Regions from separate parts of the Gossypium hirsutum genome. Here regions 2, 3 and 4 are each linked to region 1. The links are chromatin contacts, called in public Hi-C maps. All regions are on one chromosome and are shown on one strand. The core of a region is the stretch at or near the end of the contact, and the rest is flanking DNA. Distances in the headings are between cores, read along the strand shown.

What was found. Hi-C and Micro-C count contacts between places; a contact is called where the count stands out from the background.
Region 2: a Hi-C map of leaf shows a contact between it and region 1, with 1.7 times the contacts expected there. The contact joins the promoter of LOC107908329 here to the promoter of LOC107910232 in region 1. A contact is called at or near these places in 3 of 34 Hi-C or Micro-C datasets (callus and leaf).
Region 3: a Hi-C map of fibers shows a contact between it and region 1, with 3 times the contacts expected there. The contact joins the enhancer-like site here to the promoter of LOC107910232 in region 1. A contact is called at or near these places in 14 of 34 Hi-C or Micro-C datasets (anther, callus, fibers and 4 more).
Region 4: a contact with region 1 is called in a Hi-C map of leaf, with 2.0 times the contacts expected there. The contact joins the promoter of LOC107910240 here to the promoter of LOC107910232 in region 1. A contact is called at or near these places in 2 of 34 Hi-C or Micro-C datasets (both in leaf).

Annotation. Positions count from the first base shown.
Region 1 is chrD02:14,483,391-14,486,090 of Gossypium_hirsutum_v2.1, reverse strand. LOC107910232 (probable enoyl-CoA hydratase 1, peroxisomal) reads left to right here and starts at 1,256. Exons shown (of 3, transcript XM_016838016.2): 1 at 1,256-1,967; 2 at 2,052-2,334. The coding sequence starts at 1,558.
Region 2 is chrD02:14,710,706-14,713,405 of Gossypium_hirsutum_v2.1, reverse strand. It overlaps LOC107908329, which reads left to right and starts at 1,376. Exons shown (of 4, transcript XM_016835525.2): 1 at 1,376-1,692; 2 at 1,781-1,863; 3 at 1,942-2,141. The coding sequence starts at 1,806.
Region 3 is chrD02:14,306,273-14,308,999 of Gossypium_hirsutum_v2.1, reverse strand. It overlaps the pseudogene LOC107910581. Among protein-coding and RNA genes, the nearest start is that of LOC121215107, 42 kb to the right of the region's middle. Within about 2 kb of position 1,334, at least 1 of the 9 cell types and tissues checked has an H3K27ac peak or open chromatin away from gene starts, as enhancers often do. A contact at or near this core is called in fibers, where this site is marked.
Region 4 is chrD02:14,675,038-14,677,737 of Gossypium_hirsutum_v2.1, reverse strand. LOC107910240 (protein PHOSPHATE-INDUCED 1) reads right to left here and starts at 1,386. Exons shown (of 1, transcript XM_016838026.2): 1 at 327-1,386. The coding sequence starts at 1,386. The coding sequence ends at 442. It overlaps LOC107910239 (serine/threonine-protein kinase SAPK2), which reads left to right. Exons shown (of 9, transcript XM_016838024.2): 9 at 1-323. The coding sequence ends at 267.

The sequences.
Region 1 (2,700 bases), core at 7-2,506:
GGTTTGCCACACTTTTCATCGAAAAAGATCCCTTTTTGCCCCTAAATTTTAATTTTTTCGGTTTAAAATTAAATTTTAAAACATTCAAATCATTATTTTCCTTATTTATTTGAAGTAAACACCGGATTTTTTTACAGAATTGTTGTATTATTTCTTCTGATTTGACACGTGTATGGAATAGGTCCGATAAATCGTTAGAACGTAAGTAATATAATTAAGATAATAACAGTATTTTTATAATATATCAATTAATTAGTTTAGTTTAGTTGGTTAAGATGCTTGCTCTTTTCCTTTAATACCTTGGTTCGAATCTTGTTGTTAACAATTTTGAATCTTTTTTAAATCAATAGCAACAAGTACAAAAAAATATTCAAATGGCACATCACATTCCTCAACAGTCAACTCTTTTAACATAGAAAAGGAATTCTTATGAAATTTGCTGTGCCATATCCTCTTTGCGTTCCTCAAATGGCAGATTGTGATTTTCTCCAAGTTAGGAAAAGTAACCTGCATAATGATAGAAAGTGCTAATTACAATTAGAAATAACTTATATAAAATGTTAGCTCATCGATGCTTAGGCAAAGGCATCGGTAACTCATATAATTAAGACAATTAGAATCATTGGTCGTTTGAGAAGAACTTAAATGAATTTAATATAAAATTATATTCAGTTGACTTTTCTGTACGTAACTATTAACATATACACACACTACAAATAATGATTTGAATGTTTCGAAATTTAATTTTAAACCGAAAAAATCAAAATTTAGGGGCAAAAGGGATCTTTTTCGATGAAAAGTGTGGCAAACAACCTTCGGCAGTTTTTCAGCATGTAGATCTCAAAAAGTTATTCGAAATAAAAAAAATTCGTCTTAATCGGACAACCGAGCGAAAAGTTATGGCCTTTCAAAATTTTTCAAGCTAAAAATGAGAAACTGTTCATCCACATCAACAAATCGCGCCCTAGGGCGCGATTTGTGTCCACGTAAGCAAATCACACTGACATGAACGCGATTTCCTGGCGCGTACCCTAACATCGCGCTGACGTGGACGCGATTTCACGAAAAATGGACTATTCCAATAAATTAAATAATTGGTCTATTTCAGTAATTTTTAAAAAAAAAATTTAGTCATTTGCCCTAATATAACATCTTCTGATCAGGCCGTATCCAAATTAAAATTTTTTATCTAAGACTTAACCTAAATAAATATTTTTTATTTAAATTCTTTTATATTTTAAGTAGATCTCTGGGCTTAGACAAGTGAGTTGGCACTCGAATAGATCTACGATTGAGTTAGTTTACCCTTAAATGAAATAAACAGTAGGGAGTGGGATTTTTTTGTTTTCTTATGTTCTTATCCGCTTTCCCGTCGCCGTAATCAGACACGCAATTCAAGGCATTATCTACACGCGATCAACGATGATGACGAAACCCATTTACCAAAACCAGATCCATGTTGAAAATATTTTTTTTATATAACCATTTCCAAAATTGCAATAAAATTTATTCATCTTCTCTTTTGAATCTTTCCCTTTCTTTCCTTTTCCTGTAAAAATGGAGGGTTCCTCGTCTGACAAGCTGATCGTTGTGACCCGTGAACCTGATGGGATCGCTATTGTTACCATCAATCGACCCAAATCTCTCAACTCCTTGACCCGACCCATGATGGTGGACTTGGCCAAGGCTTTCAAGGCTCTTGCGAAGGACAACTCGGTGCGGGTCATCATCTTGTCTGGAGCTGGACGGGCTTTCTGTTCAGGCGTGGATTTGACGGCTGCACAAGATGTTTTCAAGGGTGACGTTAAGGACCCGGAGACGGATCCGGTTGTTCAGATGGAGCAATGCCCCAAACCCATCATCGGAGCTATCAACGGCGTTGCTATTACTGCCGGCTTCGAGATCGCCCTCGCTTGTGACATGCTGGTCGCTGCTAAGGGAGCCACTTTCGTTGATACTCACGCCAGGTAACAATTGCTGAAGATAAACAAGTCGAAGGCTTTGATTGTCTCATGTGTTGATTTAGTGTTGTTTTCAAAAAATGATTGTAGATTTGGGATATTTCCTTCATGGGGTTTATCCCAGAAGCTTGCACGCTTCATAGGACCAAACAAGGCTCGCGAAGTGTCGTTGGCAGCCATGCCTTTGTCAGCAGAGGAAGCTGAGAAATTGGGGTTTGTCAATTATGTTGTTGACCAAAATGAAGTGTTGAATAAAGCTCGACAACTTGCAGGAGCAATTATGAAGAACAGTCAAGACTTGGTTCTCAGGTACAAGTCTGTGATCAATGATGGGTACAAATTGGATCTTCGCCAGGGTCTTGCCATAGAAAAGGTATTCATTAAGCTTATGTGTATCTTTTCTTGGATAAGCATGGTTTTATTTATCTAAAAGAACTTGGAAATTGCTGCTACATAATGAAAAGAAAGTAATCAAAGCTATGCAATACAAGAATAAAAGAAAGTGAAAAAGATTGTATTCCATGTGTCTTTACATGGTATCTTAGCCCTGCTAACGGTCGTCTTCGCACGGTTAATGGTATGTTTGGTAATCTGCTGAAAAGTTCCATATAATCTGTTGTTTATCTCCCTTCAAATCTGGTAGATGAAGGTCCTAGCAATACTCAATACAATTCTGATCGAGGATTCACTGCTTAAGTATCTTTATAGCTTTTTTTGAGTTCGCATTGACATAGAATAT
Region 2 (2,700 bases), core at 127-2,626, 230 kb before region 1:
TTATATTAATTGCAATAGTAATTGAATAAATTAATAATGTTAACCATATATGTTATGCCAATCAACTTCAATTTTTCAAATAAGACATATTTTTAAAATTGTCTTCAAAAAAAAAGTTATTTCATCTTAATGGTAATTTTATTTTAATAAATTTAGAATTTGTAAATTTATTATAAAGGAATAATGTTTTATATTTAAAATATAAATTTATACATAAAAAATTAATATATATAAATATATAATTATGCTTCGATGGTCTAATTAATAAGATGATTATTTTTTAATTCAATAAGCTATTTAATAGTACCCAAATAATAAATAAATAAATCTTTTTATATAATTCAAATCCAAATGATAATTAAAAAAACATAATTAATGTAATTCAATTATGTTTGAACAATTAGATTCTTGACTTTAACATATCTCCATTTTGTTTAAAAAAAACACTCCATTTTTGTATTTGTAAATTAAAAATTATGTAAGATTTTTCCTCTAAATCAACAAAAAGAAAAAAGTAAAAATCCAATTATAATTTACAAGATGTATCAGAATATCAGCTAAAGGAGGACAAAAGAATGCTTTACACTACATCAAACAACAAACATTATTTTTTTTAAAAAAAATCAAAATAAAAAACAACTTTATTGGGTTTGAACCATTTTAATCTTTAATGGGTTTGAGCAGTTGGGCCAAATTTTAAAATGGAAAGGAAGTCCAACATTTGGGCCTAATTTTAAAAAAAATCCAAAACATGGATCAAACTGGTTGAAGCTTCTTTTGGTTTTTTTATTATTGATTGAATTGATACGAGAATTTTGTTAAAGTAGGCCTAAATCGGAAAACCCATCTATTGAAACTAGTTGGGCTTAGAATATAAAAATGGTGTCAATTTGGTGGGAAATGACTAATTTATAATTATCTCGGGAGTTTTTCACAAGCGGATTGAAGATACAACGAGTGTCTTATAAGTGAAAAAAATTAAATATATAAATAAATGTTAAAAAAAATTGATTGTATAAAAAATCATGTAAAATTGTAAAACCATTTTAGTTCTACACTCGTATCTGAATTTTATTTGTGTATATTGTTTTTAAGAAAAATAAAAAATTCATCCCCGACCGGATCTACAATACAAGTTGATAGGTTGATGATAACTTGTAGTGCATTTAGATATGATATTTGACAAATTCCAATAAATTAAAAGACGTTATTCCTTGAAGAAAATCAAACAAACGAACTAGAAATAGCAGTTAGGAGGAAACTTGTAAGGAAATTCAACATATGGCCTTAACCAGGACTAGGGTTCATTGACTTTAATCAAATTTATAATATTTACCTTTCTTCCTAACCCACCTAAAACATACTTTGGATCGTTTCTAGCTGCCATTCCTACGCGCTATAATTTATTCAACAAAACCCTCTCTGAATTTTTCTCATTTTCACATACCTTTACTTCATTTCATTCCCAGACATTTATGGCGACTACTTCAGCATCCATCTTTCCATGCAAACTTCAAATGCCATATTCCTGCAAACTCCAGCCTCCCATTATACGTTTTAGCCATTTCTTGGTGATATCAAATTCAATACACAAGGCCAAAAATCATCAGATTCTACGGAACCACAATCTGCAACCGCCGGGCATCGGTCTTAGGTTGCTAAATACAGACAGGGTCAACAACCTGGTTCCTGGTTAGTCTTATCTACCTTTTTTTTTTCTTTTCTTTTTACAAATAAACAAGGAAAGAAATGATGTATTTGAGAGTGAGTTTTTGAGCAGGAAACTATGGGTTGTGGGACTTGTGATGAGTATAATCCTACCCTTTTGGAGGAGCAAATGGGGGCCATTGTTAAAACTGAAAGGTATGGATCATAAGTTATTCAAATTGCATTTCCATATCTCATCAACATATTTTGAGGTTAAGTAGTATATATGTACAGACGAAGTTGAAACAATAATAGATAAAGCAGAAGAGGTGACGGATATTGTGGAAAAAGTGGCGGGACAAGTGGAGGAAGTGGCGGATGATATCGGAAATCATCTGCCGGAAGGCAGACTTAAAAATGCCCTTCAATTTCTTGAAGATATGGCTCAAAATACAGCTGACGGTGCACGCTTAGCTGGGGATCTCATTGACAAGGTATTTTGCTTTCATTGCTATTTACCTAATCCCTTTTTCTTTTCAGCATTTTTAATATTTTATCACTGGCATAAATTCTAGATAATACATCCAAAAAGAAAAAAAAAATTATCACTAGAGATACCTTTTATTTTAGGCACTTAAAAAAAAATATTTACCAAATGGATACTCACCTTATGAAATTTGTTTATTTTATTAAAATTGCAAACATGGCATTGATTATTTTGCATTAAAATACCCCTTTTTTAACCAAAGTCTTCTGTTGCAAATTTAAACTAGTAAAATACCCCTAAAGCCTTCAACACAGATATTTAGTTGGGATTTTCATCCTAAGCTCACCAATCTTGAAAATGTGGTGTAAAAATTACCATTTGTTTTCCCTTCTTGATTTGTTGCAACAGATAAAAAGAAGCTTTAACATTCAAGATGTTCCCAAAATGTTAGGGTTTAGGGTCTTTTTTTTAGTGATTAAAATGAAAATAAATCACTTGAATGCAAAATAATAAAACGGATATTAATATCCAAGGTGGAAAAAAAATTAGTTGAAATGCGAATTTAC
Region 3 (2,727 bases), core at 85-2,584, 180 kb after region 1:
TTCGCACCTGGTGGGTTTGCGCCATCATGCAGACAAACCCATACTCAGGGTGATCCTAGAATAGGATACGCGTTGGCATGCATGAGGGCCTACTTAGCATGTCACATCCATGGATCGTGCCTTATAAATTGGAAAATTGGCCTCCATGAAAGAGAGACTCACGAAACACTCAACAATATGTTAAATCAAAATGCAAATCGAAACTTTCTACTAACAATTTCTTCCATTTGTACTGTTAAAAATCAGCATGGTTGATGGAATAACCAGATAATGACACATGGTATGTCACGTGTACCTTATGCTGACATTTAGGGAACAATTTTTTAAAATAGAAATGGATAAATTTTTTAATAGAATGATTAATTTGCTTGTTAATCTAACTTATGGAGACTGATTTACCCATTTTTGAATAAATGAGACAAAATATAATCTGACTCTTAATACAATAACTTTCATCATACTTTTACGTATAGATTTTTTTAATCTTTATATATTGTTATATAATATTAAATTTTAATATTTTCATAGTAAAACTATTTACGTGCCTTCCCTAAATACACATTGTAAAACCAAAATAGGGAACAAAAAAATGTTTTAAATAGTATTTAATGTTTTTTGAACATTAAAAAGACTTATATTTTGTGTTATTTTTGTGAATAAAATTAAATTAAAATTAGGTTCAAACTTTGAAAATGTTACTTATCGAGTTAAACGAATAATCCATTCATAGAACAACATTCTATAACATTCGTAGAAATACAATTACTGTTTTGTCTATTTGTTATTAGTTTTACATTTTCATTTGCAATTATAAAACAGATAATTGGGATTAAAGAGTTTAAAGAAATCTTGTGAATTAAATATGAAACAATAACCTGTATTTATCTCCATACAAGAATTATAATTTAGGTCGGTTTAGTTGAAAAAAATTAGCAAAAAGCAAGGTCATTTGTGATATTCGATGTAACGTTTGTCCTTTTTAAGGCAAGACACAAGGCAAAAATCCCACTCAATTACACTCACCTTGTCTCTTTAATCCTTTCCTTTCCTTTCTGTTCTATTCAGACCACCAACATGAAGCTCCAAACTCCTTCGCTCCTTTATCTCGTTTGCATTACTTCATTGCTATTCATCTTATCTGAGTCGACTCAGCCTCCTTTCTCATGTGATGCATCTGACCCCGCAACCAAATCCTACCCTTTCTGCGAAACTACACTCCCCATCACCCAACGAGTTCGAGATTTGGTGTCCAGACTCACATTAGGCGAAAAGATATCCCAACTCGTTAACTCAGCCCCCGCCATTCCAAGACTTGGCATCCCTGACTATCAATGGTGGTCCGAAGCCTTACATGGTTTAGCTGTCAGCCGAGGCATGCGTTTCAATGGAACAATCCGATCAGCCACAAGTTTTCCTCAAGTCATTCTCACCGCTGCTTCCTTTGATGTTCATCTTTGGTACCGCATCGCTCAGGCTAGCCTTGTCTAATCATTGTTGTATATTTTTAACTAAAATCGCATAACTCGAAAGACATGAAACCTTTTGCAGGCAGTTGGAATCGAAGGTAGAGCAATTTACAACGTTGGACAAGCCATGGGGTTGACATTTTGGGCACCAAACATTAACATATTTAGGGACCCAAGGTGGGGAAGAGGGCAAGAGACACCTGGTGAGGATCCTTTGGTTACTGGGAAATATGCAGTGTCATATGTGAGAGGGATACAAGGGGACTCTTTTGAAGGTGGGAAACTAGGTGAAAATCTTCAAGCTTCAGCTTGCTGGAAGCATTTTACTGCTTATGATTTGGATAATTGGAAAGGAGTAACTCGATATGTCTTCAATGCAAATGTAGGTGCTAAACTTAAAAAATTTTAAACTTCGATTGCTTTTGATTAATTGGAAATGCCCCATATTGTTTTGGATTTCAGGTCAGTTTACAGGATTTAGCAGATACATATCAGCCACCATTCCAGAGTTGCATAGAAGAAGGGAAAGCTAGTGGGGTAATGTGTGCTTACAATCGTGTTAATGGAGTCCCCAACTGTGCTGATTACAATCTATTATCGAAAACAGCCCGAGGCCAATGGGGCTTCAATGGGTAACATTACAAAGCTCTTTTCCTTTCGGCCATAACAATACCAGAAAGATGATTTTATGATTTTCTTGGTTAAAATATTATCAGATATATCACTGCAGACTGTGATGCTGTCGCCACCATCTATGAACAACAAGGATATGTTAAAGTACCAGAAGATGCTGCTGCAGATGTTCGTAAAGCTGGTATTGTTGATTAGTTTTGTTTTTTTTTTTTGCCAAATGAACTCTATACTTAACATGGTTATAATGGATAGATGCTAATAGCATCATCTGAATATTTGATCAATGAATTTTACAGGAATGGATGTTGATTGTGGTTCATATTTGTTGAAATACACCAAATTAGCTGTTGAAAAACGAAAATTGTCTTTGTCTGAAATCGATAGAGCCCTGTACAACCTTTTCTCTATCAGAATGAGACTGGGGCTTTTCAATGGTAATCCAGTTAAGCAGCCTTTCGGTAACAGTGGTTTGGATCAAATTTGTTCCCAAGAGCATCAAAATCTTGCCCTCGAGGCTGCTCGCAACGGCATTGTCCTTCTGAAGAACGCCAAAAAAACTCCTTCCGCTTTCAAAAACCAAAACAACTTCCCTTGCAGTAATGGGCCCCAATGCCGATTCCGAACAAAC
Region 4 (2,700 bases), core at 137-2,636, 190 kb before region 1:
ACTATACCAGAAATTAGAAGCCACCCTTGGTTCTTAAAGAACTTGCCAATTGAACTGATGGAAGGTGGAAGTTGGCAAAGCCAAGATGTAAATAACCCTTCACAAACCATTGAAGAGGTACAGTTTATAATACAGGAGGCCATGAAAACGACTGAGGTCCCCAAGGTTGGGGAATTTTCCATGGGAGGAAGCATGGATCTTGATGATTTGGATGCTGGTACAGATCTTGATGTAGATACAAGTGGTGATTTTGTGTGCCCACTATGAACTAAAACTAAACAAATGTGATCTCTCATTGTTATACTAAAGAAGTTTCTGTGAAATTCTTTGTCAATGAATAATTGAATCTCTATTCAATCGTAACGTAAAAAGAATAAATTGAATGGTACAATAAAAGAATTTTTACTAGGGACTGGCATGTTGGGATGAATAATATTTGTTTTAAGCTAGAGTGGCACAAGTTGAGGTTGAAGGGTCGAACAGGGCTGGAAGAAGGTACTTTCTTCCATTGACACCATGTGCATTGTAGCTAGCTCCGGTTGTAGCGTCGACTGGAAGGTCCCCAGCATAGCCTGGATAAGCCCCTTTCCCATAAATCCCAGGGCAAGCGGAAGCAGCCTCCATTGGTGCTTCTTTTGGACCTTGATAGTAGCCATTTCCAAATGGGTTGGTGACAGTCCCAGCCAAGAGGGTAGCTAGGTTGATAACCATCCCATCCAGACCCACATCATTGTTGGGTGCAACCAATGGTGGGTTCTGTGGTCCGTAGATGGGTTGGTGGAATGGCCAAGCGCAGTGACCTGGGCACTGTGTCTCCGAGTTACCTACCCAAATATAAGCCAACTTGGAACCAGAATCTGAACCATGGGTTCCACACCTGCTGGAGCAGAACCCTTCAACAGCAACATCAGCTGATGTCAAGACAACATTGATGGGGTTTCTCTGAGAACCCTTTGATGCTAATTGCAGTATTTGTTCATTTGTTAGTGATTTCCCCAAAGAGTAGCTCTCATCGAGGATTTGTGAACCCAAGGAAATGACAAGGGAAGAAGATTTGTTGGTGAGGTGATAGTATTTATCCATGGCTTTCCACCATGTAGCAACCGAGGGTTGAGGTGAAACAAGCTTGGAAGAGGCGAGGGAATTGATGAAATCGGACACAATGGCACGTTGAGAAGGCTTGAAATTTCCATACCAAATGAGATTAACAGAGATGTTGCCAGTTAGAAGAGGGCCATTGTGGTATTGGAACAGCAATGGCTGCTGGGTTTGATCCGACTCAGGGACAGACCCACCAAGCCTCCTCGCTTCTGCATTGAAATGAATCCAAGAGACTAACACAACAAAATACAGAACAACAACATTGGAAGTAGCAAAAGAAGCCATGGATGAATTTGATTAAGTGGTGAGAAAACTCTAAAAGAGAATGTGTTTTTGTGGGATTTGGGATGAAGGGACGTACCTATATAGCAGGGTTTTTTCTTGGGGGTTGAAAGGAGAAAGTGGTAGGAAAGAGGCTTTCTTATAAAACTAACCTACAAATTTTAATTAATTATATAAATGATTTATTTTTTAATTAAACACATAAATGACTTAAAATTTACCGTGAAAGTTGATGGAGCCAATGAGTTTGGCGCCACATCAGCAACTAGGATAAAAAAATCAATTTTGTAGTGAAATCGTGTAAAATGGCGGCACCTATATAAATACTAGGAAAATACTACAATTTTTTTAAAAAAATAGAGACTTTAAAAGAAGTTTTCATTTCCTGATGGAGTCAAATAAATTGGCGCCACTCGTTTTCAAAGTTACCCATCCCTTTTTCCTTTTAAAATTTTAAATGTCTTTACCTATTAAAATATATATTAAAATTTTAAATTGGTTAATACTTAAAATTTTTTAATAGGTTCAAAATTTTAATATATTTAAATATTTTAAAATTTTAAAATTGGTTATACTCAACTTTTTTTTTAACATATTTAAAATTTTTATATTAAAAAATATTTTTTCTCTTTACCTATTAAAAAATATATTAAAATATTAAAATATATTTTAAAAAACTATATTGAATATATTAAAATTTTAAAATTGGTTATACTTAACAATTTTTTAATATATTTAATTTTTTTAAAATATATCAAATATATTAAAATTTTAAAATTAGTTATATTTAACATTTTTTAATATATTTAAAATTTTAATATATTTAATTTTTTAAAGTTTTTTAAAATTTTAAATATATTAAGAAAATCTTTTTTGTCTTTACCTATTAAAAATATATATTAAGTATATTAAAATTTTAAAATTAATTATACTTAACATTTTTTTAATATATTTAAAATTTTAGAAAACTTTAAAAAAATCACATTGAAAACATTGCTCCACCAAAAAATGGAAAATATTTTTTAAAGTCTCTCTATTTTTTTAGAAATTATAGTATTTCTTTGATACTTATACAAGTGGTGCCATTTTACATAGCTCCACAAAAAATTAATTTTTTTTATCTCGATTGCTGACGTGGCATGTTGGTGACTCCAAACTCTATGACTCCACTAACTTTCACTATTGATTTTAAGTCATTTACGTGTTTAATAAAAAAAATAGGTCATTTATATAATTAATTAAATTATTTCAGTTAATTTTACAAAATAGCCTAGGAAAGAGGCAAAGAATAAAGAGGAAGGTAAAGAAGTGGAGGAC